Linked DNA regions of Mus musculus: all the other regions are linked to region 1. Evidence: chromatin contacts called from public Hi-C, HiChIP or PLAC-seq and promoter capture Hi-C data. All regions are on one chromosome and are shown on one strand. Each heading gives the region's core, a stretch centred on a gene start, on an enhancer-like site or on the middle of the called end of the contact. The rest is flanking DNA. Distances are from core to core; before and after follow the strand shown. Region 1 holds the start of Plpp3 (phospholipid phosphatase 3). Region 2 overlaps Gm30126 (a long non-coding RNA gene). Region 3 has its middle 100 kb from the start of Gm30266. Region 4 has its middle 53 kb from the start of Gm29922. Region 5 has its middle 25 kb from the start of Gm29922. Region 6 has its middle 31 kb from the start of Gm29922. Region 7 has its middle 120 kb from the start of Gm29922.

Region 1 (2,549 bases), core at 19-2,518:
AGAGAGAGACCCTGTCTCAAACAAACAAACAAACAACAATGCTAGAACCATTGAGCCATTTCCACCTCTGTATTATAAAGACCCTTGGAAGAAATGTGCATTTGTATGCTATGTACTGTGCTCCAAGCTTGATACTAAGGAAAATGTAAGGGAGGGTCCTGACCCTTCAAGTGTTGATTCTCTTGAAGGAAAAAAAAACAAAAAACAAAAAACCAGCTCATAAAAAAGTAATCAACTTTAAAAATCATATAAAACCATATAAAAAGTATTCAAAGGGAAACATCAGATTCCTTGAAAGTCAAGGCCAATAATGCTCAGGTATGCCGGAGGCCAGCTGGACTAGGAAAGAGGCGGGCAGGCTTGGCTTTGGTTACCCACGTTCAGAACTAGTAGTATTGGCTCAACTCACCGAGCTCCTCTGTTGTGCAAGCTTTGCTGCAGAAGCACATGAGAAAGAATCAATTATATCTCCACCATGACTGCCTGGGGAGAAATATTTTGGTGTCTGTAGTTTACTCGCGGGGAAATTAAGGCACAGAGACATAGGATTCTAGAACAGGGGGTCTGGCTCTGGAGTCTCTTTTTTTTTCGGGGGGGGGGGGGGTGGAGGGGAGGTTCGAGACAGGGTTTTTCTGTGTAGTCCTGGCTGTCCTGGAACTCACTCGGTAGACTAGGTTGACCTTGAACTCAGAAATCCGCCTGCCTCTGCCTCTCAAGTGCTGGGATTAAAGGAGTGCGCCACCACCGCCCAGCCCGGAGTCTTTTACACCGTAGGATCTTCGGAATCTAGCACAATTATCCGGTGCTGAGCGTTAAAAGCAAAACAACAACCAACCTAGCTTTCCTTGAAAATTGAATTTTTAGGATAATCCAATTCAAGGCTGAAATTTGTAAATAAATAAACAAGTAAATAAAGAAAGCATTTTAGTATTATAGACCTCCCACCGATCCTCTCCCCACCTCTAATCAAAGGCCAGCAAGAAAAAAAAATTTTATTTATATGTTTTTTTTCCTCCCCTTTTGTGATGCTTTGGAGTTTCTGAACGCTAGGGGCTCCCTGATTCTCTGGTTTGAGAACAACTTTTTCTTTTACGATTTTTTTTTTTTTTTTTTTTTTGGAAAAGGGGTGGGGGAAATGTGGCCTTAATTATCCTACGTTTTAGGCAGCTTAAGGAAGGGGCTGTGCTTTCTGAATCTTGTTGGAGCCAAGTAAGGAGGTCCTTCTCCTCCCCCCTCGCTTTTTAAAGGCGCTCGTGAAATATAAGCTCAGAAAACAAACCGAGCGATCACAGCGGCAGCCCGGGCGGCAGCAGCAGGAGGAGGAGGAGCAGGAGGAGGAGGCAGAGTTGGAGTTGGGCAGACGCTGAGGAGAGCTAGCTGCAGGACGCTGCGGAGTTGCAGGGCTCCGCGCTGCTCCATTCATTAAGTAGCTGCGGAGGATCGTGGCGGGACGCCGACGCTGCCCACTCGCAAACTCCAGCACGCAGACGCACGCCAGCCGGACGCGTCCGGGGCAGCACAGTTCTGCAAAAGTTCCTGCTCGGGATTTGGCTCTCTTCCCCTTGGACTAGCGAACAGTTTGGGGTTGAGAGGAAAGCAGAGGCGCCCAGAGGGGAAACCTACCCGCGTCTGCAGTTGGAACTACTCCGCCGGGCTGCACTCTCGCCGCCGCGTCCCGAGCCCGCATACCCGCTCCTGAGCAGCGGCGGCCCGCATCGCCCCGGGAGGCTCCCCGCAGCCAGCGCCATGCAAAGCTACAAGTACGACAAGGCGATCGTCCCTGAGAGTAAGAACGGCGGCAGCCCGGCGCTCAACAACAACCCGAGGAAGGGCGGCAGCAAGCGGGTGCTGCTCATCTGCCTGGACCTCTTCTGCCTCTTCATGGGTGAGCGCAGTCCCACGGGTCCCACCCAACCCCTTCCGGGCCCCGGGCCCCGCTGCGCTGTCAGCCCCCAGGGTCCCGCAGCCATCTCCCCCACCCCCGGGCGCCGTGCTGGCCGCGAGCTCCCCGCCCTCCCGGACCCCCAATCCCCGGCCTGCGAATTCAAGTTGGGGCGTGCTTGTGCTTTCGCGGCAGCTGGAACCACCTCCTTAGGGGTGATCTCCAGCTGGGAGTCCGGCCCAGCACCTCGGAAGGTGTGAGCTCGAGCTCCAAGATATGGAGGAAACCTGTGGCTCTCTGCTCTGTATCCGAGTCAGATGCGAGTGAGACCCATCTCGGTCTCCGAGCAAGGCAGGCTCCTGCCGGAGTGGCGCTGCTCGTCCCGGCTGCATGTAAACATCCACCCCTTCCGTCGCGCTGCCTTGCAGGGCCAGTCGCGCTAGCCGGCCTTGTCACTCGCTACTCGCTTGGCTGAAAGCCCCAGAGGGTGGAACGCGGCTCTACCGGGCCAGGTGCTGGGCAGCGAGGAGCACATCACTTGTTGAGCGCCTACTGTGTGCCAGTTGATAGGCCGCTTCCCGGGCATCAGCTTTAAACTAGCTCACTCCCTGACTTGTGCCGGGAGGCCACTGAAAGAAAGGCTGCCTGCCACAGTCTTGCTTGGGGG
Region 2 (2,549 bases), core at 25-2,524, 970 kb after region 1:
TTCCCAGAGTTGAGGGATGCAGATTGGTGAGCAGGTAACCCGTCTCTGACACAGACACTGGGGACTGACTCAATGATACCCAGGGGCACAGCACTTTGAGCTGACCATGCACAGCAGTGTAACATCATCTCTTTGCCTCAAACTCTCCTTCTGAAACAGCATCTGGTCCTGGGTTCCTGAGGCTGAGACTCCACTTAAATATTTTTCTTAAGTGATGAAGAACTCTCCCACAAAAACAAAAAACAAAATCAGTTCTACTGCTAATTGTAGAACTCACAATTCTGGGGGAGAAGAAAAGGTTGTGTGTGTGTGTATTTTTGTGTTCCTGTGTAGAAAAAAATGTTTCAATAAACTATTCATAATCTTGTAACTTCATTCATGGTAGCATGTTCCTTTCCTCTGTGTTTAGATGCTATCACATCTTATGTGACCTGCACAGTCAGCCTTGTCTTCCTGAAAGCTGAGGGTCACGGAGGTTTAGTTACTTGCCCAAGGTCTCATTTCTGATTAGCAGAGCCAAATTTCTAACCATGACATAACCCAAGAGCCAAGACCCTTGAGGATACTAGCCTGCCTCCCCATGACCCTGTCATCTCTCCTGACTGCTTGCCACAGAGGTCAGGAGAGATGTGCAATGATCTGTATTTAGAATGTCAAGCAGCAATCCACAGTGTGTCTTATCTTCCTCAGGCAGTGTCAGTTCCTGCATGTATCAGTAGCCATATGCAACTCATCTTCGCTACCACAGGACCAGGACCATAATCCCTGTTTAATTCTTTATCCAAAGAAGTAAACATTTGCTAAGCCATGAAATCAGAAGAGGTCTGTGGGGCTTTTGGTCCAGATCCCTGCTTGGGTCTCAGTGCCCCCTCCAATATCACACAGTGACCAGAGCATGGACTTAGGGACTTACACCCCATGTCTCCTCGTCACTGTGCAGCCTGGAATGACTTCCTGAGCATCTTTTGTGTGAAATGAGTTCCTGTGCTATGTTAATGAGCAGCAGTGACTTTGCTCAGATAGTCTCCCTTGTCACTGCTGACTTCTCCGAACTGTTCATCACAGGAAGGAGCAAAACCTCTAAGGCCTGGGAGTGACCAGAGAGTGGAATTTTGTGTGGCTTCTCATGACCGTCAGAGAGCTGAGTTGGGTAAGCACTCTTTAGGGGAATTCGTGACCCTTCTAAAAATCCCATTAAGGCTAAGCACACATCTGTTAACACACATCGAGCATGCGGTCTTGCCCAGAACGGACTAGAGCAAGCAGGAATATCATATCCAGTGACTCATATGGAACTGGTTATCCCCCGTCACTTCATGCCTCTCCTTGAACTCTGCCACAGTCTTTAGTTTCAAAGGCCATTTTGGACCAACTGAATTTCCTTGCAAACTAAGCTCCGCCCACATATTTGGGGTGGGGGGATGTTTTAGGAAAATATCCTCCAGGCATAGAGACTGTGAGTTTCCAAACCTGCTTTTACCCTCTCTTCCCTTTTTCTTTTAAATAAAAATTGCCTAGAAAACCAAGATTCATTAACAGTGATGGGGGGAAAACATACCACGAAATTGAAAGGGGCTTGTGGCTTATGAGTTAACAGGGAGTGTTTGGGGGTCTTTTGAGGGACTCTTACAGTTTCAGAGGACATGAGCACTGAGTAGGTACCAAGACCCTACATACCCTTCTGACTCCTCATTTGGAGGTGGAGAAACTGAGGCCCACACAAGAGAAATAAGCTATCTAAAGCAACTGAAGTCAGCTGAGGAACTGAAACTCATGCGCTTGGGCTACAAAAGCTCCAGGCTGAATTAGTCAGTCTTCTCAAAAGCAGAGGGAGAGGCAGAGATTAAATGTTGACCCTTTACTCAGGAGGTAGGAGCACAGGGTGAGAGAATGGAGGGCGTAGTGGGTGAGGGGGAAAGTAGAAGGGCAAGGTGACAAGATGCATCTTCACCTGCTGCCTCCTCACAGAAACTCAGTCTCACCAGCAGCAGCAGCAGCAGCAGCAGCAGCAGCAGCAGCAGCAGCAGCAGCAGCAGGTTGCAACCCAGAGCCAGAGCTCTTCTCAAGAGCTCCAAGGCAAAGCAGGTCTCCACTCAGGAGAAACTGTACCATCACCAATCAAAGATGGGGAGCTGGTGGATAGGCCAGTCTCCTCTTCACACCTCCTAGCTGAGGCAGCTTCATGCAGGCATCCCACATTAACGACCCTGCATCCCAGTTGCCCGGGCCTTCCCTAGCCTCTCATCCCAGCAAACCCCTCAGTTCTAGGAAAAATGGCATAGTTGGTCAGTCTATACACACACACACACACACACACACACACACACACAAAACATCGCAGTCAGTGTGACTCACTGGATAGCATGTTTGAAGACACATATCATGGAGATTTCCTTCACCGTGCCACTTCCCCAAGGTCATCTCCTGGGGACATTGCCCTATTAAGTGACTTACACTTCTGTCTGGCTCTCAAGAGTCTACTGAAGAGGAACCTAGTGCATAGTCTGTTTTAGGCGACTGTTGTGAATGTTACATCACTATCTTCCCCA
Region 3 (2,549 bases), core at 17-2,516, 790 kb after region 1:
AAAAAGAAGAGCAACCCTGAACCATATGCCAGATCTCTTAGCATAACTTAGGGGCCTTAGTAGGGCTCGAGAAATGGCTCGGTGGCAGAGTATTTGCCTGACATATACAAGGCCCTGGGTTCAAGTTCTAGTACTGAAAAAGAACAACAGAAAAAGATGACAGGCTTCATCAATTCATTCAACAGTTGTTTATAAGGCCACTTCTGTGTGTCTGGTGATGTTCTACTGCAAAGAAAATTCCATGGCTGTGTCCACCCAGAAATGTTCGTCTACAAGTGAGATAACAACAGCACAACAAGGTGCTTGTGTGGATCCCCTGTATCATGGTAATAAAGACAAATTGAAACAGTGAAGGACCATGGCATGATGATCTCTGCCAGGGAGAAACTGTTGAGCAGAAATCTGAAGAGGACAAAACTTTCCTTAAGTGACCCTTCACTCAGTAAGCAAGCACTCTTGGAGGACTTCATACTCCACCATTTTCTTCCCAGTTTAGCAATCTGATGCCTTCCCTGCCCTTCACACATTGGCAAGTATGAGTCCTTCTGCATCTCTAGAGTCCCTGGGCCCTGCTGCAATTGGAACCACTGGGGTTGATCAGCCTCACCCTGGGGTAGACCTCCTACTCTATTGACTCTGACAACCCAAGCCGATCTCTCCCGAGCAAGGGGCACAGGGAGGAATTTTGTTTTGGAATCTGAGTTGGTGTTTAGATTTCAAACTAGGGACCTGCCAGTCTGCAGCCATCTGAGAAGTTGGCTTCCCTTCACTCATAAAGTGTCCTTTATGCCTCAGAGGCAGCATAAAATATCATTCCATCTTTGCCCTGAAATACTCCTGGCTAGAGCATAAAATGGGCCTTTATGGTTGCACATCAAAGCTCATAACTGTATCCTTTCCTGGACCTTTGATATTTTCATATTTGGCCAGCAGAATTATTATCTCTTCAATCCACAGAGCCCTTATTTATTTTGCTGGTAATATCTTTGTTATTGCTTCAATGATGAGAGGGCTGCGCCTGGAGGCGCCCAGCCTTCTAGAAGCTTCAGATTTGGACAGCCTCTAACTTTTATCTCCCAAAGTTAAGGAACTCACTGTTTGCACTTCTTCAGCCCAGGTCTCTTAAGGGAGATGGCAGACAGCATTCCCCCTAGCTAGTACTTCTAATTTATGCATCTCAGGAGCCAGCCAAGTTCCTGCTCTAGGCTTCCATGGGCTATTTGGATCATGGAGATTGGGTGTGACTTGAAAATGGGAGTCAAAACTTCATTATCATCCGGGCTGTGCTGCTCACACTCAAGCCAGAACTGTGGAGTCTGTGCTCCTTTTAAGGTTAGAGTCTTGGAAACTGTCGGAACTTCCTCTTACATTCGCTACTTACTCAGGAATTATTTATTGAGGTTCCATGTTGTGTCAGGCACCAGGAAGGACTCAAGGGACACCAGTCCTGAGACAGTTGGTCTTTTCAAGCTCTTTAGTCTGATTCTTCTTTCTTAGTCTCATTACCCAAATTTATCCTGAGTCCTGTGGATTCTGTGCCAACAGGAATTCTCAGATCTGCCTCAGATCAGGAGCTTGGCATCTCTCAGACAGACTGATCTCTCACAACTATCTCTTTATAGGATTCTCTCCTGCCAATATTCCTGCTCTAACCCTTGTGGAGGTAGCCACCCCATCGGTCTGCAACTCACATCCAACTTGTCTGAGTTCTGCACCCAACCTCTTAAACCCAAAAGCCTTCCTACTCCAGGAGACAGCTACAGAGAAGGGAAGCAGCATGACAGAGAAGAGACAAGGCTGGAAGACAGCAGAAGGCAGAGTTGTAGACTGCGTGCCACACCTACATTAAGGCACCACGTGAGACAGGCCAAGTGCATCTCCAAGCCACCAGCCTCTGAGTTCTGGCTCAGGGTGAATGGCCACTCCTAAACTTCTTGCTCTTGCAGTGATCTCTGGACTGGCCCACACCTCATTTGTTAATTCCTCACTCTGACCATCCTCCACCCCAGCTTCTACTGTGCGTATTAAATTGCTTACTTTAATTTTCACACAACCGTACATGCTCATGCCTTCATGTATATGCTCCTGGTACTATATTTCTCTAAAATTACCCTAATTTCTCACCTAGAAAGTTCTGTTTCATCTTTTAAAACTTATTCTTCGATATTTCCCCTTCTAGAGGCTCTCCTATGACTACCTGGAAAGAATCTATCACTCGCTCCCTGTCTAACCTCTTACCATTTGCACATATTGATTAGTGAGCAGAGAAGATGTATGTAAGTAAATTTCCTGGCCAGTGCTTGTTGGAAGTCTTTTGTATCTCACATTGAACAAGTGCGTCCATGAAACTGTGAAAACCTGACAGGTCAAGTTAGTGCTAGGTAACCTCACACACATCGTAACAAAGTCTTCCAAGAAAAAAAAATGGCCTGAGAGTTATACAACATTATCACACTCAGTATTGAGGTAGGGAAACTGAGGCTCAGAGTGAAGAAGCTATAGCCTAAGCTGTACTTAAGTGAGTTTAAGAACATGCTTTGGCCTCAAGT
Region 4 (2,549 bases), core at 28-2,527, 740 kb after region 1:
TTGCATCTCTCTTCCTTCATCTTCTAACTAGGAAGAAGGTACATTTACCCAAGACCATACTTCTACTTTCCCTGACTTTCAAAATAATTTGCAGTGAATCCTCCATGTGCACTAGTGTCAAAATGGCACATAGTAAGTGTTGAGACATCCAGCTGAGCTGGATTTATGTAGACTGGGCCCCCGAGTCCTTACAATAACCCACTAGTATCAGTATTAATCACTGAATTTTGTAAAAGAATAAGTCATCTCAAAGATGTTAAATGAATTAAGAACAAACCAACTGGTAGACCTTGGATTTGAATCCACTTGTGTTTACCTCTGTAACTTATATTCCTTCTAATATTGCACCTGTAAAAGATATTGGGGAAAAAAGCCAACCAAAGAGATCATTTTCTAAGATATCCAGCAAGCTCGCGTTTTGTAGTGTGATAGTTAATATCGATTGTCAACCTGACAAGATCTAGAATCACCTAGGATCTGGGCATACTTGAAAGCCATTAATAACTAGATTAAGTAAATTGAATGGGAAGACTATTCCTGTAGTCTGCACCATTCCATGGGGTTGCATTCCTAGACTGGATAAAAATGGAAAAGCTGGCTGAACATCATCATTCGTCACTGTGGATGCTATATAACCAGCTGTCTCAAGCTCCTGCCACCATGATTTCCCTATCACAATAGGCTGATCGTCCTTTGGCCAAGAAGGCCCAGTGGTAGAAGCTTAGGAATTCCTATCTGCAAACTCAATTATATTGAATTTTCTATTTGAAAGTCCAGTCAGATAAAGGGGGGAAAACAAGTCCATTCATGTTTCTTTGTAAGGTCCCAACTATGACAATTAAGCATTCCCAGTTGCTGTGGAGAACAAGGGAAGATGGAGCATTCCAGTAGCAGAAACTTCTATCTGGAACTAAAAAGGTCAATAGGATCCTTACAAAATGACTTGTCCTGAGTCTGGACCCAGCAAAGGTAAATCAAAAAGATAAAGCAAGGTGTTTGGAGAACCAGTAAGAGGGGTTGGTGGTTAAAGAGCTATCGTTACGATGTAGCCCAGACTAACCACATACAGGATAATTTACATCTATCTAATAGGTGGATAAGGCCACTGCAGTGGGAACTCCTCTCATCATTTTTCTAGGGATAGTCACAGAGGTACCTCTTGCATAATTGCCTTCATCTATTTGTGTTGTTGCCAGCTCGGATTCCTGGGACTCAGACCACAGGAGACCTAAGAGTATTGTATTAGTCATTGGTATTACTATCGGACCAACGTAGTTTCCTGGCTATGAAGCCTCCTGGTTTTGGAGATGCTTAGCATGTGCTCATTTCCCCTAAGAATTTAGCCTCATTTAAGCTCAAATAAATGAGAAACTCTATGAAAAAATGTGCAGCCCTTGACCTTTGGGCTCTTCCAGTTGGCCAATGGCCTTGGGTGAATTCCTCCATAGTGAATCAAACTCAGGAGCCAAGTTGCATTATTTGCAGGATTTTGGCCTTTTCCCTCAATGGCTTTTCTACATCCCTTTCTCATTCCTTCAAGCCTCATCACAGACCAAGTGGTATGTCCACTAGCAGGTTCCTCTGACCACCAAATGCTGTCTACAGCTGTTCTCTGAATAACATAAATACTACTTCTAATAGCCTCTCCACACTCAACACATTTTAATGTGTCTTATTATCCCACCCAAGATTGTAACTCAATGATTCTATCATTCCTATTGGCTTCATCTGTCTTGGACCAGTGCTCCTGAACTTGCCTCTACTTCTCCCTGGGGGTATCATGCCTACTCCTTTCAAACCATTCTCCCCCTTGTCCCTTTCTCTCCATCTCTATCTCTCAGGCTTGTTACTGTTTTTTTTTCTAATATTTTTATTATTACATATTTTCCTCAATTACATTTCCAATGCTATCCCAAAAGTCCCCCATACCCTCCCCTCCACTTCCCTACCCACCCATTCCCATTTTTTTGGCCCTGGCATTCCCCTGTACTGGGGCATATAAAGTTTGCAAGTCCAATGGGCCTCTCTTTCCAGCGATGGCCGACTAGGCCATCTTTTGATACATATGCAGCTAGAGTCAAGAGCGCCGGGCTACTGGTTAGTTCATAATGTTGTTGCACCTACAGGGTTGCAGATCTCTTTAGCTCCTTGGATAGTTTCTCTAGCTCCTCCATTGGGGGCGCTGTGCTCCATCCAATAGCTGACTGTGAGCATCTACTTATGTGTTTGCTAGGCCCCTTAACCATGTCCACATTACCATGAGAGCTGGAGGGTTATCACAAACCAAATGTCTACTCTACCAGGCCATAATGTTGGGGTTTCACAGTCTGGAAGATGATAGGACATGGGGCTCAAGTAGACCCCAAAATCATAAGCGAATTACATGAAGATGTGGCCAAACACCTGTGATCTGCCACTCCTTGTGCTTTGCTTCACGCCTTGAGCCTATATCTGTGTTCTTGTGAGGACATTCCTGGGATCAGTTGACATCCTTGACACCTTACTGGTTGAGTTTAGAAGCCTCTGCATTTCTTTGTCTGCCTCATCTT
Region 5 (2,549 bases), core at 32-2,531, 710 kb after region 1:
GCTTTTTAAGATGTGAAATTAAATTTATTTTAAAAGTACAACTTGGAAAATATGGCTTGTTTTATAGAAAAATAAGACCATATTGAAAAGTAATAAGTACAAATAAATACGCTTACAATGAGGAAACTGATTAAAGTATGTTAATTTAATTATCATGTGTAGTTTCTAGGATACATATAAGGACCAGCAAAGTGGATCAGTGGGTAAAGGCACTCGCTGCCAAGCCTGACAGCCTGAATTCACTCCTTGGTGTCCACATAGTATAAGGAAAAAGACCAACTTCTCCAAGTTGTTCTCTGACATCTATATATGTTCTCTCTCTCTCTCTCTCTCTCTCTCTCTCTCTCTCTCTCTCTCTCTCTCTCTCTCTCTCTCTCTTTCTCTCTCTCTCTCACACACACACACACACACTAAAATAACTAACTGTAATAAAACTATGATAATAGACACATAACCACTGAAGAGATTTCAAGTTCAAGAGATTTTATTCTTCTTTTCTTAGAATTTTGATTTTGAAATCAGTTTTTCAACAGAAATAATTACAGACTGACAAAATGCTAACCCACCTGCAAATATTTAAGTTTAATTGCTTGAATGCTCTCACAGGTGCCCCAGTTTGATATTACCAAATTGATACCAGCTTATTATACTAGGTAGGATGCAATCATCTGGCCTGCCTGGGAACGGTACAGCCTAGTTCTATGAAAACTCGTTCTATGCACCCAAAAGTTAAAGGCTGTTTATACCCCAGGAGTGAGCTCCTCTTAGAAAGACATTGCTGAGGTGAATAGGTAAATATTCCAGTTGAGAGTCTAGAACTGCCATCTCCCTACCCTCTCCTAAGATCAGTGGGCCAGGGGAGATGGAACAGATGGGACACTGCACGAGCTAGGCCTGAAGAGTAGCACAGTTGTTTATTCATTCAGTAACAGGCTTTTGGAACAGAGATAAGAAAAGATAGGCCTGGGTTCTGTCTAGGGAAGAGGATAAAATGTTCTATAACGAACTGTAACAAACTATAATGAGCTGTAATGATGGAAAGAAATATTGTGAATGAGAGCTCCTTCCACATGCAGTGCAAGACACAGGAAGTGTTCTGACTCCTGACCAAACTGAGCTGGGCTGAGGCCTACAGGAAGCAGGGTGCTGTGTGAGAAGTTACTTCCAGAATGTTAATGGAGAGGCACAGAAAGGATGTGTGTGCCTCTGCCCTACACTGCTGAAAGGTCCCAGGAGAAAGCCTCATGCGCAAGGCTCAGTGGACACGGTACTATGCACATTCCACAGGCTAGGGCAGGTCAGCACAGAAAGATGTGCCATTTGCTGTTAGGAATGTTGTATTAGTCAGGGTTCTCTAGAAAAGCAATGCTAGAAAGACAGAACTTGCAGGGGTTGTTAGAATCGTTTGCAGGATGTAGTCCAGCTAGTAAAACAACAGCTGCCTACTGATGGGAGGTTCAAGCATCCAGTACTTGTTCAGTCTACAAGACTGGATGTTTCAGCTGGTCTTTAATATATGCTGGAATCCTGAAGAAGTAAGCACGAGTGTCAGTAAAGGAATGAACTTGCCAGTGAGAGTAGGCAGGCAAAGAGGGCAAGCTTCCTTTTTCAGCATCCTTCATTATAGGTTGCCAGCAGAAGATATGGTCTAGATTAATGGTGGATCTTCTCACCCTGAAAGATCTGGGTAAAAGATAGATCTTCTCACCTCAAAAGACCTAGATTAAAAATGGGCTTCCCATTTCAAATAATTTAATTAAGAAACCATCCCTTGTGGGCTTTAGTTAATTCCACCTGTAGTCAAATTGACCAAGGAGAATAGCCATCATAGGGAATTTATTTCCTTCCGGAAAAAACTTCCTCTGCCCGTTGGTTCTGCTTCTCACAGACAAAGGGTGATCTGGCCTACCTAGACTTTTAACAATACCCAGACACAAAGGACCACACACCCTTATGAAGAGTTTGCTGTCCCCACATGCTGCCTATAGCAATAATACAGTCTATTTGGTAGAACATGTCTCTTGGTTCTGTAGGCAATAAAAGTCCAAAAGGAAAGCACTGATGGATTCATGGCTCTTTCAAGATCATTTCTAAATGTGTAGGTAGATATCTTCTTTTTTATTTGGATTTTTTAGATGTATTTATTTTATTTTATATATATGAGTGTTTTGCCTGCACCTATGTCTGTGAATCACATTCACATCTGGTGGCCTTGAAGGTAAGAAGAGGAAGTCATATCCCCTGGAACTGGACTTATATTTTCAATAGCTAAAAGCCACCCTGTACGGTGCTGGTAACTGAATGAGGGTCCTCTGCAGAAGCAATGAGTGTTGTTAACATCTGAGGCATTTCTCCAGCACCAGTTGTGCCCTCACACCATGTAGAAGGCAAGGGGCTTCCGAGTCTTTTCCTAGGGCACTAATTCCATTCACAAGTGTCTCCTTTGTTCCTGAACACCAACAGAAGCCCCCACATACCTCTTAGGGAGATTTAGGGAGACATAAACATTCTCTCTGCACACATCAATTTCAGAGCACTACAACAGTGTT
Region 6 (2,549 bases), core at 27-2,526, 660 kb after region 1:
CTAGATTCTTTGTTTCTGTTAAGTGCATGGTTGCCAGGCCTCTCTCAGTTACGCTACTCGAAAACTTGAGAAATCCTATAGAACAGAGCTTACCCTGCTCGGTTAGAAACCCATGGTCACTACTCAACAGCAGGGTAAACAACTCTTTGAAAGGAGACCACTCTCTCCCATGGAAAACTAGACTACCTATGTTTTCATTTTAATAAATAAAAATTAAATTTATTCTGTTTGTCTGTCTGCATCTGTGTGTGTGTTTGTCTGTGCACATGTGCATGTGTGAATGTGTTTTATCTGATCATGCTTCACTACTACTTGAATAAGTTTTACATGAAATGGTAGGTTTAAAGTTATAGATTTGGGATTTTTATTTATAAGCATAAGGCTCAATGAAAGAGATAAATTTAGTGTGGACAGTACAGCCAAAGGCAACCTTGCCAGTGATATTCAATCAAGATAAACAGGTACATTTAGACCACTCCCATTGAAAATGATGGGCAATTGAGTTAATATCTACCACATTCTATTTCACTGTTTTCTGTTAGCTTTTTTCTTCCTTCCTTCCTTCCTTCCTTCCTTCCTCCCTCCCTCCCTCCCTCCCTCCCTCCCTCCCTCCCTCTCTCTCTCTCTCTCTCTCTCTCTCTCTCTCTCTCTCTCTCTCTCTTTCTTTCTTTCTTTCTTTCATTTTGACTTTCTACTTTTGCTGGGTTTCATTGAACATTGTTTTTTATTGTATTTTCTCTCTTAGCATAGCAATTGTATATCTTTCCCCATTTTAGTGGTTGCTAAGTGAATTTTGAAAGTTCTGTTGTTGATTGATTGGTGAGGCATCCTCTCTTAGGGCCATCATTTGGATTAGTCTTACACAAATACCACTAACAAGGATTGGAGCACGAGGCTCTGTGCAGAGGTTTGATAAATGATGCTAGAGATGGCAAATAGCCTATTAAACCTGGAAAGTCACAGAGGTTTGGATGCTAAGAGAATAGTCTCTTTTGTTATGGGTCAAGTTCTCCTCTCCTGGGGAAGGAGAGAAGATATTTACATGAAGTGTGATGGAATCTGTCTTAAAACTCTAATCCTATTTGCACCTTGAGTTTTTGGCTCATTGGTGAGAAGGATGGAAAGTATTACCCACTGTTTTCATGTGCAGAAGGCAGATTATTGTGGGATACCAAATTCTTGAAACTCCCCAAATGGAGATGGAAGGCCCCTCATAGGATATGAGGCATTGTCTGACATGAAGTTCATGTAAACATGGACAGAGCAGCTGACTAATCAGTTGCTCACACACAAATTGTTCCCCCAGGACCAACAGTGATCGCAATTGGTGCTCTTATGGTTCTGGGAAGTGAAGATCATGAACACTTTTCCTCAGATATTTATACCACAATAGAATTCCCAGTCAAAGACTTGGAGGCACAAAGGATGATGGAAAACAGCTGCCTTCACCTTGGGAGTTAACTCAGGTCTGGTCAGGATGAGATGGTCTCAAACTTAGTGGGACAGGCATGCATACATTTATTCAAATCTTCTCTTCATGAGTACAAAGGCATTAAAAAGAACAAAGCAAAGTACTGAGTAGTTATAACAAAGTCACTACCTAGAAATATGGAGCCTTAAGAATACAAAGGAAGAAGATTGCCTCAAAACCTTCCACATGTTTGGAACAATGAGCACACATCTACAGTTTCCCTTCACATGCATGCAGGCTGGAGTCAATAAATCTAGATGTTGAGAAAAGAAATCCTTCCCACGCCCCATATCAATCAGGGAAACTTGAGTTCTATGTGATGTGACCTATTGGACATTATTTTTATCTTCCTAAGACAGTAATTCCTAACTTAATAGCCCATAGAGAAACAAACAATTTAATGGTGAAAACTTCCATATTCATCCACCAAGCCCTGCTAAGTTGCTTTATAAGGCCAGCCCACAATCCTATATGGCACTTGTTAGCAACATACACACTCAGCAGACAGGGACGTTTAAATATAAAGGAGCAAATCTGTGCATTGATGAAACCTAGGTCTTCATCCTCTGACCCCAAAGTCTTTTGAGCCCTTACACATCAAAGGCTTAGTGACCTCTAGAAGCTACAGTTCGTTAACATGAACATGTTGTAGTTTGACCATGGAGTGATCCCAAGAAACCTCTTGCCACTGTATGCCACCATTCATAGTGGTCTTTTGGTCCTTCCATCATGAACCTCAGCATCATGAGTTCAACAGGGATGGGCTGGAGTAAATGTAAACAGAGACTCACTCCAGCAGGAAAAATTGTGACACCCCTTTCAGGGTATTGGGGAACTCACAAGGTAGTTTTATTTGGAAAAATTAGCAAGGTTGTGGGGGCAGAATATAACTACTGTTAGTGGGCAAACACTCCAAGATCTTCAGTCTCAGAAATTACTGACAGCCAGTGCAGAACATAATTTACACACAACAATTGATGAAAAAGAGCCATGAATTTAAAGGTGAGCAAGGATGGGTATATGGAAGAGGTTGGAGGAAGAAAACGGAAGGGGGAAATGCTAGAATTTTAATTTTAAA
Region 7 (2,549 bases), core at 28-2,527, 570 kb after region 1:
AAAATGTCAATAGAAAGTTTAAAGCATCACTCTCATTCAACTAATTAGATTTCCCAATTCTAATTATGTGTGTATCACTTTTGTGAGTTTGTTGATGCATGTTTATACCAGTTACATCGGCATTTTTTATGCTTTCTTTTAACATGCGTAATCATTTTAATCACATAAGTGTGTTTTACAAGGACACTTTATATAGCTCTCATGGGGAGAAGATTAGCATGTCCATAAAGAATCATGAATGGCAAAGACAACCACAAAATTACAAAGAAAATAACATCGCTCGCTAATGCACCGCTGCCTGGTGCTGGAGTTGGAGGTGTTCTTTATGTATCCTCTACTCCGAAATGGGGTGGGGGTGGTAGGGGGTGGAGGTTGGAAGGCTATTATGCAGCTTGGTGGTAAAGTACTTGCCTAATGAATTAGGAGGATCCTGGGATTAATCCCCATATTCAGACAGGTGTTAAAGACCAGTACCATACTGACAGATGAGCCAAGATAATTATTCATGGAATAGTAAAACAGTTCTCTCCTTCCATGACCTCTTGTTATCAATCACCCCAAGCCATTTGGCATTCTCCTGGAATCAAATACCCCCTGGCTGGGTATCTACTGAGCTACACCCCCTGTGAAATTCTCCACATACTGATTTAGCCAACATCTGCTCTCAAGATATCAAAGAGTATGTCCGTTACTGATACATTCTTTAAAGACAAAGGTCAGCTGTGGCCTTTGAGGTTTTTGGTGGACCAGTGTAGAAGAAGAAAGGATGAAGCAGCCAAAATCTCTATGCTTGCAGTATTTTATGAGATTTATAAAAAAAATTTCAAAGATCTATTTTTTTTTAAAAATAAGCCTTGTTGATTGGGAGGGCACCTCATGACCTTAACTGGACTCATAAAAGCTCAGCCATCCTCATAGAATCACTGTCCCCAGGCCACCAAGGTGTGCTCACCAAGATGGATCAAAGGGACAAGTGCAGATGGTAGTTGCTAGGCATGGAAGAGGGAAAAATAATCCTTGCAGCCTGTGGCTTGCAATGGAAGAGAAGCTGCAAAGACTCAGAGGGAAGGGCAGAGGCGAGCACAGTTAAGCAGAGTTGAAAAACATTGTTGGCTGTTCCACAAAACCCAGCAGAGCCCTGATCATCTCTGGAGTGGGAGATTTAAAAGGTCAAAAACCCAGAGATGGGATTAAAGTCCCAAGCAGTTTTATGGGCCAAGCAATGATTCAAAGGATGAGCTGGCTAATTCCCATCACACAGATGAACAAGGGGACTGAGGAGTATCTAACCTACGAGGACGTGCATTAACCCAGTCTGAATGACTTACTGTTACCATATTTGGGCTAACTTCGAGTACAGGAGAAGAGTGAAAAATGAAGAAAAACAAGCTTCCCCATAAAAAGGAATCGTAGAACTTCATGTCCCAGCAAGTGGGTAAAAATGTTAACATTGCTTTTTTATGGCCTAATAAATGTCTTTCATAAAAATTGTTGAAAACATACTCCCTAGATCTCTTTATTAGAAAGAATAACATATTATTGATCAAAAGGAGAAGTTGATCAGGAAAGAGGGTTAAAGGGATGGCAAGGCTTGGAAAATATCGACCATCTTTTTAAACTCCATGGACCAGTAAAATAAGAATTTTATACATGTGATAGAAATAGGTCCAGAGAAATGAAGTTACTTATCTGTTGGTTGGAAGTTAAAAGATGCAGACATCCAGACTTAAAACCTGTCTAAATGGAAACCTCTCCCACCCAACCCTCAAAGCTTCTCTAACTCCCTACAGGTGGCATGTGTCGGGACAATAGTAATGGCCCATGCCTGACTGGTACCCATATCTAAATTTTTAGGAATTCACAGGTTAACTATGTAAGCAACACTTAATGATGATGCTGAGCTCCATTTTTAGAACATTGTGGAACTTTATGGATCATGACATGACAGTCTGCCCTGTTTTACAGATAGCCACATAAAGCTCAGGCAAGGTATACCAGATGGCTGGACTAGCAGGCGGTGGCCTTGTTCATTCACTTCCCACTGCATGTTAGTAAATTCTGACAGCACATGTCCAAGAAGAGTGTAAGTGATTTCCACCAAATGCCTTTCGTTGGGGTTCATCTATAATACTGGAATAATTAGTTTTCTAAAGTGAATTGCTCTAGGGAAATTGAACTTTTCAAAGTAGAATTTAGACTGACCTTGTCTTTGTTGTCATGAATTCAAGCCAATTTGTAGTCAATCACTGTACATAGTGAGAATGCCTCAGTTAAATATCTCACTTAGTGGGCAACAATAGGAGGAATTTAGGAAACATATAGCTTTTGTATAGTCTTTGTCACCACAGTGGTCATAGTGTCTCATGGCATGATCAGATAGGCATAGGACATGTATATACAAACCCCAGGAAGCAAACAATGAAAAGTGGGAAAGATAATTAAATATGTATCATATTAATTCTAAAATATTTGTTTGTCTATGAGGTTATACAGATACCGAGGATAATGAGGATAATTCTCCCCAGTGAATCACTGTCTTCAGTCCTCCA

The links. Promoter capture Hi-C pulls out the DNA fragments that hold promoters and counts their contacts. HiChIP or PLAC-seq counts read pairs in DNA pulled down with a chosen protein or histone mark. Hi-C and Micro-C count contacts between places; a contact is called where the count stands out from the background.
Region 2: a contact with region 1 is called in an H3K4me3 HiChIP or PLAC-seq map of craniofacial prominence, with 8 times the contacts expected there. The contact joins the enhancer-like site here to the promoter of Plpp3 in region 1. A contact is called at or near these places in 12 of 39 promoter capture datasets (the 3T3-L1 cell line, 3T3-L1-derived adipocytes, the C10 cell line and 7 more), 4 of 484 Hi-C or Micro-C datasets (MC3T3-E1-derived osteoblasts, embryonic fibroblasts, granulosa cells and 1 more), 15 of 115 datasets of contacts at active chromatin or transcription factors (craniofacial prominence, embryonic basal ganglia, embryonic forebrain and 10 more) and 2 of 9 other capture datasets (embryonic stem cells and pancreatic islet).
Region 3: a Hi-C map of uterus shows a contact between it and region 1, with 6 times the contacts expected there. The contact joins the enhancer-like site here to the promoter of Plpp3 in region 1. A contact is called at or near these places in 21 of 39 promoter capture datasets (the 3T3-L1 cell line, 3T3-L1-derived adipocytes, the C10 cell line and 13 more), 6 of 15 datasets of contacts at CTCF or cohesin (the NIH/3T3 cell line, embryonic stem cells, large pre-B cells and 2 more), 114 of 484 Hi-C or Micro-C datasets (the AML12 cell line, the AtT-20 cell line, B cells and 68 more), 40 of 115 datasets of contacts at active chromatin or transcription factors (the NIH/3T3 cell line, PVALB interneurons, T-cell acute lymphoblastic leukemia and 26 more) and 4 of 9 other capture datasets (adipose tissue, embryonic stem cells, liver and 1 more).
Region 4: a CTCF HiChIP or PLAC-seq map of the NIH/3T3 cell line shows a contact between it and region 1, with 18 read pairs. The contact joins the enhancer-like site here to the promoter of Plpp3 in region 1. A contact is called at or near these places in 17 of 39 promoter capture datasets (the 3T3-L1 cell line, 3T3-L1-derived adipocytes, the C10 cell line and 11 more), 2 of 15 datasets of contacts at CTCF or cohesin (the NIH/3T3 cell line and stem cell-derived epiblast-like cells), 14 of 484 Hi-C or Micro-C datasets (the 3T3-L1 cell line, B cells, CD4 T cells and 7 more), 25 of 115 datasets of contacts at active chromatin or transcription factors (the NIH/3T3 cell line, T-cell acute lymphoblastic leukemia, a colorectal cancer cell line and 14 more) and 1 of 9 other capture datasets (embryonic stem cells).
Region 5: a promoter capture Hi-C map of the 3T3-L1 cell line shows a contact between it and region 1, with 45 times the contacts expected there. The contact joins the enhancer-like site here to the promoter of Plpp3 in region 1. A contact is called at or near these places in 9 of 39 promoter capture datasets (the 3T3-L1 cell line, the C10 cell line, the HPC-7 cell line and 6 more), 2 of 15 datasets of contacts at CTCF or cohesin (the NIH/3T3 cell line and large pre-B cells), 14 of 115 datasets of contacts at active chromatin or transcription factors (craniofacial prominence, embryonic forebrain, embryonic hindbrain and 7 more) and 2 of 9 other capture datasets (embryonic tail and embryonic trunk).
Region 6: an H3K27ac HiChIP or PLAC-seq map of the NIH/3T3 cell line shows a contact between it and region 1, with 9 times the contacts expected there. The contact joins the enhancer-like site here to the promoter of Plpp3 in region 1. A contact is called at or near these places in 12 of 39 promoter capture datasets (the 3T3-L1 cell line, 3T3-L1-derived adipocytes, the C10 cell line and 7 more), 1 of 15 datasets of contacts at CTCF or cohesin (the NIH/3T3 cell line), 4 of 484 Hi-C or Micro-C datasets (the 3T3-L1 cell line, cumulus cells, embryonic fibroblasts and 1 more), 15 of 115 datasets of contacts at active chromatin or transcription factors (the NIH/3T3 cell line, the SCID.adh cell line, bone marrow-derived macrophages and 12 more) and 1 of 9 other capture datasets (adipose tissue).
Region 7: a contact with region 1 is called in a Hi-C map of uterus, with 4 times the contacts expected there. The contact joins the enhancer-like site here to the promoter of Plpp3 in region 1. A contact is called at or near these places in 10 of 39 promoter capture datasets (3T3-L1-derived adipocytes, the C10 cell line, the HPC-7 cell line and 6 more), 2 of 15 datasets of contacts at CTCF or cohesin (pro-B cells and stem cell-derived epiblast-like cells), 23 of 484 Hi-C or Micro-C datasets (the HL-1 cell line, cortical glia, cranial neural crest and 8 more), 15 of 115 datasets of contacts at active chromatin or transcription factors (craniofacial prominence, embryonic forebrain, embryonic hindbrain and 6 more) and 1 of 9 other capture datasets (embryonic stem cells).

Annotation. Positions count from the first base shown.
Region 1 is chr4:105,156,079-105,158,627 of GRCm38.p6, forward strand. Plpp3 (phospholipid phosphatase 3) reads left to right here and starts at 1,269. Exons shown (of 6, transcript NM_080555.2): 1 at 1,269-1,885. The coding sequence starts at 1,747. It overlaps Gm29838 (a long non-coding RNA gene), which reads right to left and starts at 593. Exons shown (of 2, transcript XR_376486.3): 1 at 1-593.
Region 2 is chr4:106,128,242-106,130,790 of GRCm38.p6, forward strand. Gm30126 (a long non-coding RNA gene) reads left to right here. Exons shown (of 3, transcript XR_003955087.1): 3 at 1-272. Among named protein-coding and RNA genes, the nearest start is that of Gm30126, 5.3 kb to the left of the region's middle. Within about 2 kb of position 1,275, at least 28 of the 459 cell types and tissues checked have an H3K27ac peak or open chromatin away from gene starts, as enhancers often do. A contact at or near this core is called in craniofacial prominence, embryonic limb bud and second pharyngeal arch cranial neural crest, where this site is marked.
Region 3 is chr4:105,947,330-105,949,878 of GRCm38.p6, forward strand. No RefSeq gene overlaps it. Among named protein-coding and RNA genes, the nearest start is that of Gm30266, 100 kb to the right of the region's middle. Within about 2 kb of position 1,267, at least 6 of the 459 cell types and tissues checked have an H3K27ac peak or open chromatin away from gene starts, as enhancers often do. A contact at or near this core is called in adipose tissue and uterus, where this site is marked.
Region 4 is chr4:105,897,079-105,899,627 of GRCm38.p6, forward strand. No RefSeq gene overlaps it. Among named protein-coding and RNA genes, the nearest start is that of Gm29922, 53 kb to the left of the region's middle. Within about 2 kb of position 1,278, at least 19 of the 459 cell types and tissues checked have an H3K27ac peak or open chromatin away from gene starts, as enhancers often do. A contact at or near this core is called in the NIH/3T3 cell line, fibro-adipogenic progenitors and myocytes, where this site is marked.
Region 5 is chr4:105,869,585-105,872,133 of GRCm38.p6, forward strand. No RefSeq gene overlaps it. Among named protein-coding and RNA genes, the nearest start is that of Gm29922, 25 kb to the left of the region's middle. Within about 2 kb of position 1,282, at least 10 of the 459 cell types and tissues checked have an H3K27ac peak or open chromatin away from gene starts, as enhancers often do.
Region 6 is chr4:105,813,440-105,815,988 of GRCm38.p6, forward strand. No RefSeq gene overlaps it. Among named protein-coding and RNA genes, the nearest start is that of Gm29922, 31 kb to the right of the region's middle. Within about 2 kb of position 1,277, at least 3 of the 459 cell types and tissues checked have an H3K27ac peak or open chromatin away from gene starts, as enhancers often do. A contact at or near this core is called in the NIH/3T3 cell line, where this site is marked.
Region 7 is chr4:105,721,339-105,723,887 of GRCm38.p6, forward strand. No RefSeq gene overlaps it. Among named protein-coding and RNA genes, the nearest start is that of Gm29922, 120 kb to the right of the region's middle. Within about 2 kb of position 1,278, at least 4 of the 459 cell types and tissues checked have an H3K27ac peak or open chromatin away from gene starts, as enhancers often do. A contact at or near this core is called in uterus, where this site is marked.